Regions from separate parts of the Rattus norvegicus genome. Here region 1 is linked to region 2. The links are chromatin contacts, called in public Hi-C maps. All regions are on one chromosome and are shown on one strand. Each heading gives the region's core, a stretch centred on a gene start, on an enhancer-like site or on the middle of the called end of the contact. The rest is flanking DNA. Distances are from core to core; before and after follow the strand shown.

What was found. A called contact is a pair of places that touch in the nucleus more often than the background predicts.
Region 1: a contact with region 2 is called in a Hi-C map of Schwann cells, with 11 times the contacts expected there. The contact joins two enhancer-like sites. A contact is called at or near these places in 2 of 12 Hi-C or Micro-C datasets (Schwann cells and frontal cortex) and 1 of 1 datasets of contacts at active chromatin or transcription factors (oligodendrocytes).

Annotation. Positions count from the first base shown.
Region 1 is chr7:31,646,720-31,653,523 of GRCr8, reverse strand. No RefSeq gene overlaps it. Among named protein-coding and RNA genes, the nearest start is that of Rpl36a-ps18, 62 kb to the right of the region's middle. Within about 2 kb of position 5,488, at least 64 of the 93 cell types and tissues checked have an H3K27ac peak or open chromatin away from gene starts, as enhancers often do.
Region 2 is chr7:31,473,776-31,481,113 of GRCr8, reverse strand. It overlaps LOC108351432 (a long non-coding RNA gene), which reads left to right. Exons shown (of 4, transcript XR_010053675.1): 4 at 1-2,436. Among named protein-coding and RNA genes, the nearest start is that of Plxnc1, 47 kb to the right of the region's middle. Within about 2 kb of position 4,428, at least 29 of the 93 cell types and tissues checked have an H3K27ac peak or open chromatin away from gene starts, as enhancers often do.

The DNA of each region.
Region 1 (6,804 bases), core at 4,239-6,738, 170 kb before region 2:
TCTCTGGGTGGTGGGGCCCTCCCTCGCCCCTGTGGGCACACCCAGGACCATTGAAGCTTCCTGGAACTCTTTGATAGTCGGTAATTTAGTCCACACCTCCCAGGATGGAAGGCAGCCAGGTTATTTATTAGTCAAGAGACTTGGAAACATTATTTATGTTTTCTGAGCTTCAGAAGATGAGAGGAATGAGTGCAGAATTGTGAGGAGTTAAAGGCACAAACACTTGGAAGCCTTGAACTCTGCTAAGATTTAATGTGTTATCAGTAAGTAGGAATGGTTATTAATGTTGGTTTTAGTTGCCAAATACAACACATAGAGAGAGAAAAAGTTAACCTTTCTAGTCAATTACTAAACATATTTTTTCAAGGCAAGTCTAGTATTTAAGTTTTTAAAGATTAGTTAGAATGTAGATTATTTTTTTATCAGAATCTCCCAATGTTAAAATGTTTACATGTAGTTAAAATCTTCTGTCTGAATGTCTGTCTGTCTGTCTGCCCCACAGACACACACACACACACATACACACACATACACACACTCACACACACATACACACACATACACACACTCACACACATACACACATTCACACACACACACATACACACACTCACACACACATACACACACTCACACACACCAACATACACACACAGACACACACACACTCACACACACACATTCACACACACACACCAACATACACACACAGACACACACACACTCTCACACACATATACACTCACACACATACACATACACACATATACACTCATACACACACACACACACACACACACACACACATGTCAGTCAGCTGTCAGTCAGCTTGCCGTGATCCCACCGAGGGACGAGGCTGGAATGTTCTAGATGAGAAAGAGCAGGAGCTTCAGAAGAGCAGATTTCAGGCTATGCTTGGTCCGTTCCACCCTTTATAGGATGTTGTGATTTGTAGAGACCCTGTCCTCCAAATGTGGGGCAGATAGTTTTCTGAAGCGATGGGGACAGTTTCGTCCCTGACCTTCTAAGATGGTAGCCTGTTTTCCCACACTAAAGGCCTCAGATCTGATGGCCTGGGCAAGACGGCTTAACCGATATAGGTACTTGCTACGCAGGCCAATGACCCAAGTCCCATCAGAACCCACGTCAAAGGAGAGAATCAATAACCTCAGGTTGTCACCTGTCCTTGGCACACGTGCCATGACACACACCCACATGCATATAGACACACAGTAAATAAATGTAGAGAATATTAAAACAAAACAAAACAAAAGCCTCTGTTGTAGAACTTCCCTTTCCAGCTGAGCTAAAGGAGTCTTTTGCACAGATATTGTCTTTATTTTAAAATTCGTATTCTGCTCATCTCGGGTCTTTGCAGTACATTTTAAGCACTGGATTATAACAACAGTTATCTTGGTTACCGAGTTTTGGTATCCTGTCAAGTTCATACCCTAGATCCCAGCCCTCAAGTCCTGGCCTAAGGAGTTAACCTTGCAGCAGACTGAGGAGGCCGGTCCTCCCTCCCTCCCTGCTGCTGCTTCACAGATGCCAGAGGGGGCAGCAGTCACTCCCCCCAGAGCAGGTGGGTGCTTGCAGAGTGCAGACCAACTTCTGAAGCCAAAGGAAACAGTCTCTAAGAAACCAGTCTACCAGGGGAGGAAGGACACATTCCAAAGACGGTCAAGTATTATTTCTAGAATATTTATTCTTTTAAGTTCTTGGCACTTCTGTCTCCTCTTCTTTGGTAAGGAAATGCCCAGGCTGCCTTCCAGGGGATGTCTGTCAGTAGCAGCCCTCCCAGTTCACAGACTGCCTTTCCTCTTTGTTCTACCATGAAAGGCACAGGGAGGCCATTCAAAGGCGCTCTGCCTTGGAGGAGAAACTGTTTTCCCTGAAGTATCTCTGTTCTGGGGCTTTGGAGTATGGCAAAACTGGCCACAAGTCACCTGCCTGCTGCCTACCTCCATATTCTTTGCCCACTCCCAGAATCCCCTTGCTATCAAATCGAAGGGCAAGGCCTGGAGGTCTGGCAGAACCAGCAAAGTAGGGAAAAAATTATTATTTCTCTGTTTCTTCACCCGAGATAATAAAATTTCATTGATGTGGTAGACGTCTTCTCAAATAGTATAAGTAAACGTTGGTCTTCCAGAGAAAGAGGAGAGTAGAATGTTCTAGAATACTCTGGAAAAAACAAGAGAATCAGAGCTCTGAGTGTCAAATAGATCGCTGGGCTTGGTTCTTTTCAAGGATGTTTCCGGGGAAACTCGGCGGACTTGCTGTCTAAGAATGGGATCTGAGTTACTCTCTCTTCCTTTGCTTGGTTCTCTTCTCAGTTCCACCAAGATCTACCAGCATCCTTCCCCACCCCTCCTGTTCCATCACATGTACCTCTCTGTGTGTACACATGTGTGCAAATGCTGTGGACCATGGCATTCCATAATCCTGTTACCATCCCATTTTGAGACTAGACAAGCTGAGGCCCATTCATCTTGGAAGATTGACACAGGCTGATGACCTAAGGCTCCAGCACTCTGGTCAGAATCCCAAACACAGAATCCTCCACGAGTCTTCCTTTGCACCTCCCCACCAGAAGGGCTCTAGAAGGTCTGAGCATGGCGAACAGGACACTCACTAGGGTGGGGGGGGGGTTGCCTTTTACCTTTCTTTCCCATTCCCAGAGGTAATTCCTTGCTAAACTGTTAGATTACATCCCTAAAGATAACCACCAAGGTCTATTCCCTTATTTGGCCACTCCCTCCTCCTGAGGCTGACTACCAAGGTCCAGCTATCAAAGTGTTGAAGTCTAGCTATCAAAATCCCCCCTTTTGGGGCTGCCCATACTAACATGCCCAATCAAAATTAACCAACTCATCCCAACACAGGGCAGAAGCCCAGAGGTGGTAGGCTTGTTGGCAGCTGATGGGGTGGACTACTTTTCAGTCTCTAAATCTAGGGCTGATTTGGTGTACCCATTTCGCTGAGCTGCTTTGTGACTTTCCAGTGTCACAAGCCCACGGCTGGAAATGTACCTAACTGAAAGTGGATATCCATATTTTGAATGATAGAGGTTTTGTTCACCATGGATTTTAGAAATTACATTTTGCTTAAATGATTTCCATTAAAATACTTTCCGATTCCTGAGTTTATTTGGCACCCCAGACTGTATCTCCTTTGTCTCTTTGTCTCACCCCCTGAGAGGTCAGCCTGTGCAAGGGAGCCAGCTGCCCACAGTTCTCCCAGCTGCCTGCCTTCTCTGACCCCCCTGATCATTGTTCAGTTCCCCCAGGTATTCCAGGAAGCCTGGATGATCAGAATGGCCCAGAGAGAACAGGTGAGTACCCAAGTGAGTACAGGGACAGGACACCCTTTTTTGCTTGCTGCCAGAGGGGTCAATGATGCTGCCGCAGACCGGCTGCTGCCCTGCTGTTTGGAGTAAGTTAGCATAAGGAAGCCCTTTTCTCTGAAGGGGACTCTTCAGGACTGGCTTCCATGGATCCCTCCTCATCGGCCATTAGGGAAACAGAAGGAACATTTGGATCAAGGTTTTTCTTAGAAAAGCCCTCCTCGGACCTGTTATGGGAAATGAAGCTGGTTTTGTTTTCTTTGATTAATCACAGTGCCCTGTTTCCAAAAGCAAATATGGCCTTGCGCCCTCCGAAGGCACAGCCTGTGCTGTGAAGGAGAGGGCTTGAAGCCATCCCCAGGACCCACGCAGCCTTGTCTTCTCCAGCCTGTACCTTCCACCAGGGCGTTCAGTTACTCCCCCTTTCCTTTGTGATTTCTGCCAGTAGGAGCAGGAGAGATCTTTCAAGATTTCTTTATAGTTTCCTTGAAAGCTGGACGGGAGAAGCCAGGCGTGAATTATATAACAGCAAAGCCGTTTTAAAGCAATAGTATCTTCCTATGTGGGCAAGGGGTATTTCCCGGCCGGTTTCTGTTTCTAAGGATAAAGAAAAGTCCACCAGTTTTGTGAAGAAAAATCAAGGCGACTCCACCCACAGTTCCACCCCTACTTTCCCCTCTCACTGCTTTGGTCAGAGAAAGACAATTCCTAGGATGATGGTGGGGGGCGGAGGGGATGGGGTTGAGGAGAGCAGGGGCAGGGATGGGGAGGGAGGGAGAGGGGGAGGGCAGGGGATGGGAGGGCTGGGGCAGGGGAGAAAGGGAGGGTGGGGGTGGGGAGGGGGATGGGGAAGGCAGGAGACCAGGGTGGGGAAGAGGAGTGGAAAGGGCAGGGCACCGGGATGGGAAGGGAGGTGGGGAGGGTAGGGGAATGGGATGGGGAGGGTGGGGCGGGTGATGGTGTTTATGACAACATGACCAAAAGACAACAACAACAACAACAATAACAACAACAACAACAACAACAACAACCCTCCCAAAGCCTTTTTGAAGAAAGAGGGGGGGGGGAATTTTGTTCTCTACCTTCAGGTGGACACAGGGCCATTATTCTTGTTCAAAGTTACAAGAAAAGCAGAGAAGAGGGAGAGGAAGCTGTCTAAAGCGTGTGGTTGTTTTCAGTTAAGAGTCAGGGAATTTTATAAATAGCCAGCCTGGCTTTCCTTTCAGGGGAGCCTTGCTTTGATTTAAGCTCCACAGTAGAAGCCCCAGCTGCTTTCTTTTGTCTGTAGACTAAACACCTCTGAATGCAAATACATTGCCCCTTCCCTGGCATCGCCCCAGGGACCCAGCTCCTTGCCTCTAGATAGTGATTTTCAATTAAGGGCAATTTTGCCTTCTAAGGGGATATTTAGCAATATCTGGAGAGAGAGAGAGAGAGAGAGAGAGAGAGAGAGAGAGAGAGAGAGAGACAGAGACAGAGAGAGACAGAGACAGAGACAGACAGAGACAGACAGAGAGAGAGAGAGACTCTGTCTGTGTGTCTGTCTATCTGTGTCCTAAACCAAACATGGATCATCAGAGCACAGCCTGTGAGGGAGAGGGCTTGAAGCACGGTCCCCAGGACCCTCTCAGGCCTGTCATCAGAGACTGGCTCTTCAGCCTGCACCTTCCAGGCTCTCTTTCTTTCTTTGTGTTTTCTGCTGCTGGCATGTTAGTAGAAGGAGGCTCGGGATGCTTACATAAGGCTCCCAACACACAGATGGACCCGGAAAATGCATGTAGTGCCGAGCCCGAGAAGCCTGGGTCCATACTGTGCTAGGAAATCGAGGGTAAACTCTCAACTTTGAAGGTTGCTGAGAATCAGTCCGCCTGGCAGCAGGCTTGGCCGCTCTCCAGTGGCTGCTGTGAGAGATCAGCGGCTGTATGGAGTGCCCTCTGGCTGTGGTCAAGGATCCCCGTGGAGCTTACTGTGGGGACACACAGGAGGCACATCAGCTGGACCTGATGTTTTACTGTTTATAGTCACAGGGCGCTTGTCTTCATTTAGCAGCAAGCCGGCTGGCAGCGGCCCTGCCAGGGAGGAAGCAGTTCCGCGGAGGCTGTGGTACTTGGAGATAACTGGTTCTCAGAGGCACCTGGGAACAGGCCCGGCCTAGATAGCGCTGAGCACGCGGTACCCCTTCAGACCCATCCGTCAGCAGCAGGCCTTGCCAGAGGATGGCCTATTGAACATTTCCAGGAATAGCACTGCAAGCCTGTCAACTGCTTTCTTGGAAATACACTCAATAAGGATGGCTGTCCTCCAGCCGGCAGAGCAGAAAGCCTGGCCCGGACCATGCTGAGAAACGGCAGCGCCGGAAGGCAGCCTTCCTCAGGACCTCCAGAATGGCGGGTCTGTTCTTTTGGGTTGCTTGTGGAACTTCCATCAATGCTGGAGTCACTCGGGTGGAAAGCGATGTGGGATGCCCTGCAGAGGCTCTTGCTACAGCTTCCTTCAGACAGCTCCGTGTCCTTCACAGGCATAAAATATCAACATGCAAGAGGGTGACAGGTTAGGTGACCAGCTCTCGTCAGCGGTGAGATCCCACATCACCTGGGAGTGCACACCTACACACCTTCTCTTATAAATTTCACCCCTAAGGACACCCAAAGGAGCCCCAGAAAGGGGTTCTTTCTTTAACCCCCCCCCCCATCTTCCAGTCATTCTGAGAATATATCAAATATAAGGCAAAAGTGAAAGTTAAGCTTATAATTTATTGACTTAACTCCTACCATATGCAAATCAACCTTCTCTTTCTGGAAGGCCTGATGTGTCTGTTGGCATTTGGTGACTTTGGAACCTCCCTTGACCTCTGGTTCAGGAAGGGCACATGTGGTGGAGTTGGAATCAAAGAGCTCCTTACAGACCCAGGCATGGGTGTCATGAGTGAACAAGAGACCCAAAACTCTCTGGAATGTTCGGGATATATTGTTTAATCCTAATTTTTTGAATTGTGAGAGAATCATGAAGTTTACCACAGAGCATTTTATTTTTGAAGAACTACAAGAATACATTTGAGGCCTACACAGAGCCACCGTGAGCTTGGAGGGATCATGGTGCCAGATACACCAAAAACAATGACTTGTTTTGGAGAAACAAGAAACTGCTTTTTGACGCGTGTCCCAAATATTTGCCGTTTAGTCAAAACTCAGATGAACTGGGCATCGTTTGTTTTGTTAAATCCTGCCATCCATTTAGGGAGGAAGAGTGAGCTTCTTATTAAATTATGACGGGAAACATAAAAAAAAAGCTATCAGAAAAACATTCCAGACAAGCAAGGAGGAAGAAGAAGGGTATTGAGGGAGAGGGAAAGAAAGAGACCAGGAAGAAACAGGGACAGGCAGAGTGAAAGAGAAATAGCTTGCTGAGGAGAGAGATGGAGAGTCTCTGTAGAGGGCACAAGAGATCTAGGAAATGACGAT
Region 2 (7,338 bases), core at 3,179-5,678:
GACAGGAAGTCCCAGTGCCCTTAGGCAGGGATGAACAGGCCACTGAAGAGGCTGTGGGAAGAACACACGGGTGAGAAAAGGTATCCAGTTAGGGTTTGGTTAAAGAAGCAGAAAGTGGTTGTAACCAGCATGGAATGAGCAGGGAGCAGGTGACCAAGGCCAGCAGGACAGACCACAAAGGCAATCTGAAAAGTGCTACAGGTTATAGGAAAGTAAGAGAGGAGCACCAGGAGGAGCACCGCGGAGCACAGGAGGAGCACCGCAGAGCACAGGAGGAGCACCGCAGAGCATAGGAGGAGCACCACAGAGCATAGGAGGAGCACCACAGAGCATAGGAGGAGCACTACAGAGCACAGGAGGAGCACCACAGAGCATAGGAGGAGCACCACAGGGCAGGAGGAGCACCACAGAGCACAGGAGGAGCACCACAGAGCACAGGAGGAGCACCACAGAGCACAGGAGGAGGACCGCAGAGCACAGGAGGAGCACAGCGGAGCACAGGAGGAGCACTACAGAGCACAGGAGGAGCACCACAGAGCATAGGAGGAGCACCACAGAGCACAGGAGGAGCACTACAGAGCACAGGAGGAGCACCACAGAGCATAGGAGGAGCACTACAGAGCACAGGAGGAGCACCACAGAGCATAGGAGGAGCACCACAGGGCAGGAGGAGCACCGCAGAGCACAGGAGGAGCACCACAGAGCACAGGAGGAGCACCACAGAGCATAGGAGGAGCTCCACAGAACATAGGAGGAGCACCGCAGAGCACAGGAGGAGCACCGCAGAGCATAGGAGGAGCACTGCAGAGCATAGGAGGAGCACTACAGAGCACAGGAGGAGCACCACAGAGCATAGGAGGAGCACCACAGAGCACAGGAGGAGCACCACAGAGCACAGGAGGAGGACCGCAGAGCACAGGAGGAGCACAGCGGAGCACAAGAGGAGCACCACAGAGCACAGGAGGAGCACCACAGAGCATAGGAGGAGCACTACAGAGCACAGGAGGAGCACTACAGAGCATAGGAGGAGCACCACAGGGCAGGAGGAGCACCACAGAGCACAGGAGGAGCACCACAGAGCATAGGAGGAGCACTACAGAGCACAGGAGGAGCACCGCAGAGCAATGCTCTGAAGCACTTATTCAACGCCCTGCCTGCAGCTGTAGGTAGAAGCAATGATCCAAGTCTCTGCCTCCTTCTGCCTTCGTTGTTCTGAGAAAATCACAGGCAGGGCCACAGAGAGCCCATTCACCTGTTCTGCGTCCATGGAACTGCAGACACCATGGTAGAGGAAAACTTCTATCCTCTGTCTTACTGTAGCTAATGGTATGCTGGCTTTGTCTTAATCTTTTTTTTTTTTTTCTAACTATCCAGGAGTTGAAGCCTATGTCCATCTCCACTCCAACTGAAGGGAAGCTTGTTAAGGAAGTAAACAAAACTTCTGAGTCTCAAGAAGCTATGGAAACTCACAAGAGGTCCCCTCCCTTCCCAACACTGTATGAGCAGTGACATTTGCTGGAGGAGGGAAGAAAGGGGGGGGGACGTGACTGGAGCCCAGGCAAGCTGGGTCACACCGAGAGTCGTGCAGAAAGCTCTGGATATATGATTACCAGTTTGAGGATGAGTTTTTCAGCAGTCTTTGCATCACCATGCTCCTATAAGCAAGTAACCCTAATAAATTCACTGGCTCACAACAGTACTTTGGTCCGTCATGGATGTCCTATCTGGGTCAATAGACATTTCCTCGTATCTCCCCAGAACACATAAATTCTTATTTTCACCTGTTCTTAAAGCCCCAGACCCAGAACCATTCCTCTGTAACACCCGTCAGCTGTCCAGCCTTCCTCCTTTGGTCTCTAAGGTCCTAGCAGCTTCCTTGGTACCTGCATCCCGATACCTGCTCTACAAGCCCCGAGAAACAGGAGCGCTGCACCCAGACTGTCATCTTGCTTTTAGACCATGTTGAACCTCACGAGAACTGAGTGGTGTGGATTCCTGCATAATGGCTGATACTCAACTCAGGAGCAGGGCACAAAGCTGGAAACAGAGTCTAGCCAGACTCCAGCTCCTCCAGCTGCTTCATTTAGCAATGAGGAGAGCAATGAGGAGAAGGGCAATGAGGAGAGCAATAGCTTGCAACTTCCGGGAGGCTGTAACCCTTGTAAGTTTGCAGCCCAAAAAGGAGGGAAGGTAGAAGAGAGTCCTGGCTGAGGTTCAGGCACTTGCTGTCATTCCCCACCCCCACCCCATCTTGCCTCTCCTCTGTGGTAGTCATCTCACGAATGGCCCACACTTATCCCTACAAATATCTCTTCAGTTATCTCCTTTCCCATGCCTTACTTCACCCAAACCAGCAAGCCAGCCCGCTTTCCCAAGCCAGGTCCCTGGCACACAGAACGTGCTTTATTAAAAAAAAATGCATATTGTAAAACTAAATGAATGAATGACTTATTTTTTTTCAATGCAAGGAAGGAAGATCAAACAGAATAGGGGAGGGGCCGGGGGTTCCCAGATTTTAAAAAAATTCATTGCACCGATAGATCAGATTTTTTCCCCATTCTGTGCAGGCAGTCTGGCAGGACTCTCCATTCTGAATACGTTTCTGGATTCTCAGAACAAGAACTGGATTCTCAGTGGGGTAACCTCTCAAGTTTCCAGGAGCACCGGGAAATGCAACTGAATTTCAATATTCACTTAAGATAACAATGTGCTGTAGATCTGCAGAGGGGGAAGGGGATAGAAGATCTCAAGACTGTGTCCCAAGGTGAAACATAAGCGAGTCCCGAATTATCTCAGTGTAATGTGCCAGCTGGCCCCTGGTGCTTCACAGGCAAGCTGGGTAAGGATTCGACTAGCCTCCGGGGCTTCGCCCAGCGGGCAGCTGGCGCGGGAGAAGGGCGCCCTCTGCCGAGGGTGAAGGAAAATACAGTCTGGCAGTTGGTGAACCCTATGACTAGACTTCACTTCTAGAAGGCTGTTAAAAATAAAGCAACCAGGAGATGTTCCTCACAAGCTCTTTCTTAGCCCCTTCCTTTCAGTTCTGAGCATAAAATCCGGTGGCTAATTGCAGGTGCTGATTCCAAGGGGGAGGTGTGCCCCCCCTACTCCAGAGACCTTAATTTCTAAGAAAGACAACCGATTATTACTATTTTTTTTTACCCTATTACCTTCCATTTCTCAGACTCTAGAACTAGGGAGACTTGGTGCTGGGGAAGATCTCAGACACCTTTTAGTAGGGAGCAACTCAGACCCACGGTAAAGCCACACACACACACACACACACACACACACACACACACACACACACACACACGTCAAGTTTCCTATCTACAAAACCGAGAGGCTGAATTCGACGGCCAGGTGGTTCCAACTCTGGTGGTGTCTGACTGGTGTCCTATTTTAGACCCAGCTTTTGTCCACAGAGAGAAAACAGCAGCTAGTGAGGAATCGTGAACCAACAGAAACAATGTGTGGGGACCATCTAATCAGTTTCCTCCCCCAGGAAAGGTGGAAATACCTTTCTAAGGACCTGAGTCTCTTTATTGAATCTTGAGTGACACCTAGTGGTTCGCCCGCCTCACCGTCGTCACCTACAGTTCTGCTCAGAGGGGTTTTGAGAAAACTGGAGCTCCTCCTTGCCTTCAAAGACCTGGGGAATCAAAGGCAGCGCCCAAGGTTCCTAGCACTTCCCCGGAAGCATGCGCCGTCACCTACCACAATCCCGCTCTTTGTTGTATGTGATTCCGAAAGAAACGCTCTTAGCTGGAGAGCATGCTCAACTGACACGTGTTTCTAGCAGTGAATGTGTTAAGCTAGAGGCTCTCCCAGGTGCTGGCAACACAAAGATGCCCTGGGCTAGGCTCCTGCTCTCAAGAAATGTAGAGCCTAGGTAGGTGTAGGAAATGGACCCAGGAGCTGCGTGGGAGGGGGATTGCGTGGGAGGGGGATTGCGTGGGAGGTGTTTTATTTTATAAACACCATAGTCCCCTGGAAAAATGGATGTGTGTGTGTCATTTGTGGAAGGACAAGGAAGAGAGCAGTCACCACTTGAGCTGGGTCCTGAAGGTCAACTAGCATGATAGAATAAAAGTGGATTGACAGCCCACAATGTACACATCCTTCCTCTCAGTGGTTCAAGCGATGAACTTGAGTGCGGCCGGGAAGAGAATCTGCGGGTGTGGTTAAGATCCCTGGGTCTGCCAATCTTAAAAATCTAAAGATTGTCCAGTGCAGGCCTCGCCCAATCAGCTGAATACTTTAAAGGGACTGGAATGTTCCTGGCAGAAGAGATTGGAGACTCAAAAGGACTCTTGTGGAGTTTTCCCTGATTGGCTGTTCATGCGGAATTTGGCTAGCCAGGAGAGAGCTGAGAGCCAAGCTGTGAGAAAGTGGGTTCTGACAGTGGCCAGTGAGCTGGGAGGGAAGCCAGAGCTTGCTTTGCGAACAACCAAGTCCCAGCTGACACCCGAGTTTAGCTTTGCAAGACTATGGAGAGAGGACTCCGGCTGTCTGTGCTGAGCTATAAAACTATGATTAACCAATTGGAGGGGATTTGAGCTGATGGATCTGCAATGTGTTCAGGAGCCACAGAAGATGGAGGGGGTTGGCCATTTGAGAAGGGTAAGCAGGACAGCAAAGGCTCGGAGGCAGGGTGCACTTGGAGAACAAAAGCCATCTGGTTAGCAGGACCATGCAAGCAAATGAGAAAGAAAAACCCATCATTAAGAACAAACAAGGCCTTGGGTGAGAGACACCATGTCCTTGTGCAGACTGATGGCTCCCTGTACCTCTGTGTTCACAGTGTAAAAGCCTAGAGTTATATTAGTGGTATAGTAGTGCACAGAGAGGGCTCAGCACAGTAAAGGAACTGTAAAGTGTTCAGAAGATGTTAGGCAATGACAGTTGTAGCCATTAACCCAGCAGACACCACACTAGACTGAAAGGCCTTGGCCGTGGGGTGGGTTTTTGGGGGTGGGGATTGGGAATGGGGGGTTGGGTTGCAGGAGCATCTAAGAACTATAAACCCCAGAATTACCTAACCCTACCTTTGTTCTTACTAAATCAGACCCCAGAAGCAAGGTCTGAAGACCTGAACTCCCAAAAAGCTTCCAGAAAGAGAAGTTGTAACTACACCATTGCAGTAGCTAAACACCAGTAAGCAGATGGTAGAGTACAGAAAAGGCCGTGAGGACAGGGCATGTTCATGACGGGCTTTGAGGGAGCAGCATCTAAGGGGGCTGAACGGGGTCCCCAGAGGATGTGCTGGGATCATTCTGAGAGGTGGGTGGGGGGTGGGGATGACGAGTGGTCTTACTGGGTTGTGAAAGTCCAGGAATCTTGTGGGCATGCAGCCGGGAAACCATATAGACAGAAACATTCAACTCAGGAGCCATATTGGGACTGGAATTACAATGTCCATGAGTGCGTGATGTCATAGGATGATGTCAAGAACAGAACCAAAAATGTGGAGGGTGGGGACCTCTTTGGAACTCAGAACAAGCCGTCAGAAAGACAGGAAGGGTGCTGAGTGGGGCATGGGCCAAGGAGACACTGGCCACCACTGTCCCTAGCCTTGGAAGACTCCAAACGGACAAAGTACAGCACCTGCTCCCTCAACTGTGAGATCTGTAGCTCTCACAGACTGTGACCTGGGCATGGACCAGAAGCAAGAGACGAGTTGTGTTCTTCAGGTTCGGAAGAGAAAGGGGAAAACAGGGTAGGGCAGAAGCTAGAAATGGGAACAGCCTTGCCCTGCACCAGTTCCGTCGGTGTGAACCTAGACATGCCATCAATAGGCACGGCTGTGGCAGGCGGCTGTGAACCTGCTGACCTTGAACTGCACACGGTGAGAAGCGTAAGTCTCTAGGGAGGGAACGGTCGCCGGGTTGCTGGGTGTGTGCTTATGTTCCAAAGTGTGCACCAGGGTTCCAAAGAGTGTGCAGTTATGCTCGAAAGTGTGCCACGGGGTTCACGGGGTAGACAAGACAATTGGACAGAGGCTCTTCTCTCTGGGGACCTGAAGGCTGGCTGGCCAAAGGACACTGAGCTGCAGAAATCCTAGCTGGGATTAAAGAGTGCAACTCTATGAAGACCAACTGTACGCTCTGGGGAAAGTCACTTTAGCACTCGCTACCCCAAGAGCTCATCCATACAGCGGAACCATAGTCAGACGTACCCAGGGCTCCCACAGTGGTGGTTCACCCTAAGTGCTAATACATGCAGTGGTCCTGAAGAGCATTTGTATTTTATAAGTCAGACAAGGGCAGATGGGTCACAACCCCGTGGAAATCCCACACCAACGAGCCGAAGTCCTTGACTGTGATCCACAAGGCCATCTGCTACTGTCCTCCTTTAGTCCTCTGTCCCTGGATGCTCACTGCTCCAGCCTGGTCGTCCTTGTGATTGATGGGCATTGCTCATCGGACATGTGGAGCTCTACCCCCCACACCATATATAGGCAGCTACCAAGGCACTTTCTTCTTCTGTAGATGTACGTCACGGGAATGCACAAGAACTTGCTGGAACTTTGGAATGGATGCCATCACCCCACACAGCTGCTCAGTCTATGCCTAGACACAGAGAGGCAGAACTTAATTTCTAAAGTAAAATTCAGCAGCTGACACAAGCTCAGGTCCCTCTGCTTGAAGGACTCAGAGCTCAAATGCTGGAACTACACTGCCTAGTTTTAAACCCTGGCTTGGCCATCATTCGTGTAAGGTCTCTGTGTTCCTCACATCCTGCAAGATAAGAACAATAATGATACCTGCCTATCTCATGAGGGTTATGACGATGTATGTGTGAATGCACACACACACACACACACACACACACACACATACACATACACAGACACCACACCACACATTCACACACATATACACATCACACATACCACACATACACATATACACCACATGCCACACTACACAGTACACCATACACACACACATACAAACACCACGCACACACACACACATACACAAACCACATGCCACACTGTACAGTACACCATATACACCACACCACACACACATACACGCACACCACACTATACCCACATTTATATGTAAGACACCACACCATACACACATATATCACACACATTATACACACCACACACACATATACCACACACATACATGTACATATATACACACATACGTACATACATGCATACATATATATACACATATACCACAAACATACACCACACACATACATACACATATATACACACGCCACACACATACACCACACACATATATACATATACATATACATATACATATACATATACATATACATATACATATACATATACATATACATACATATACA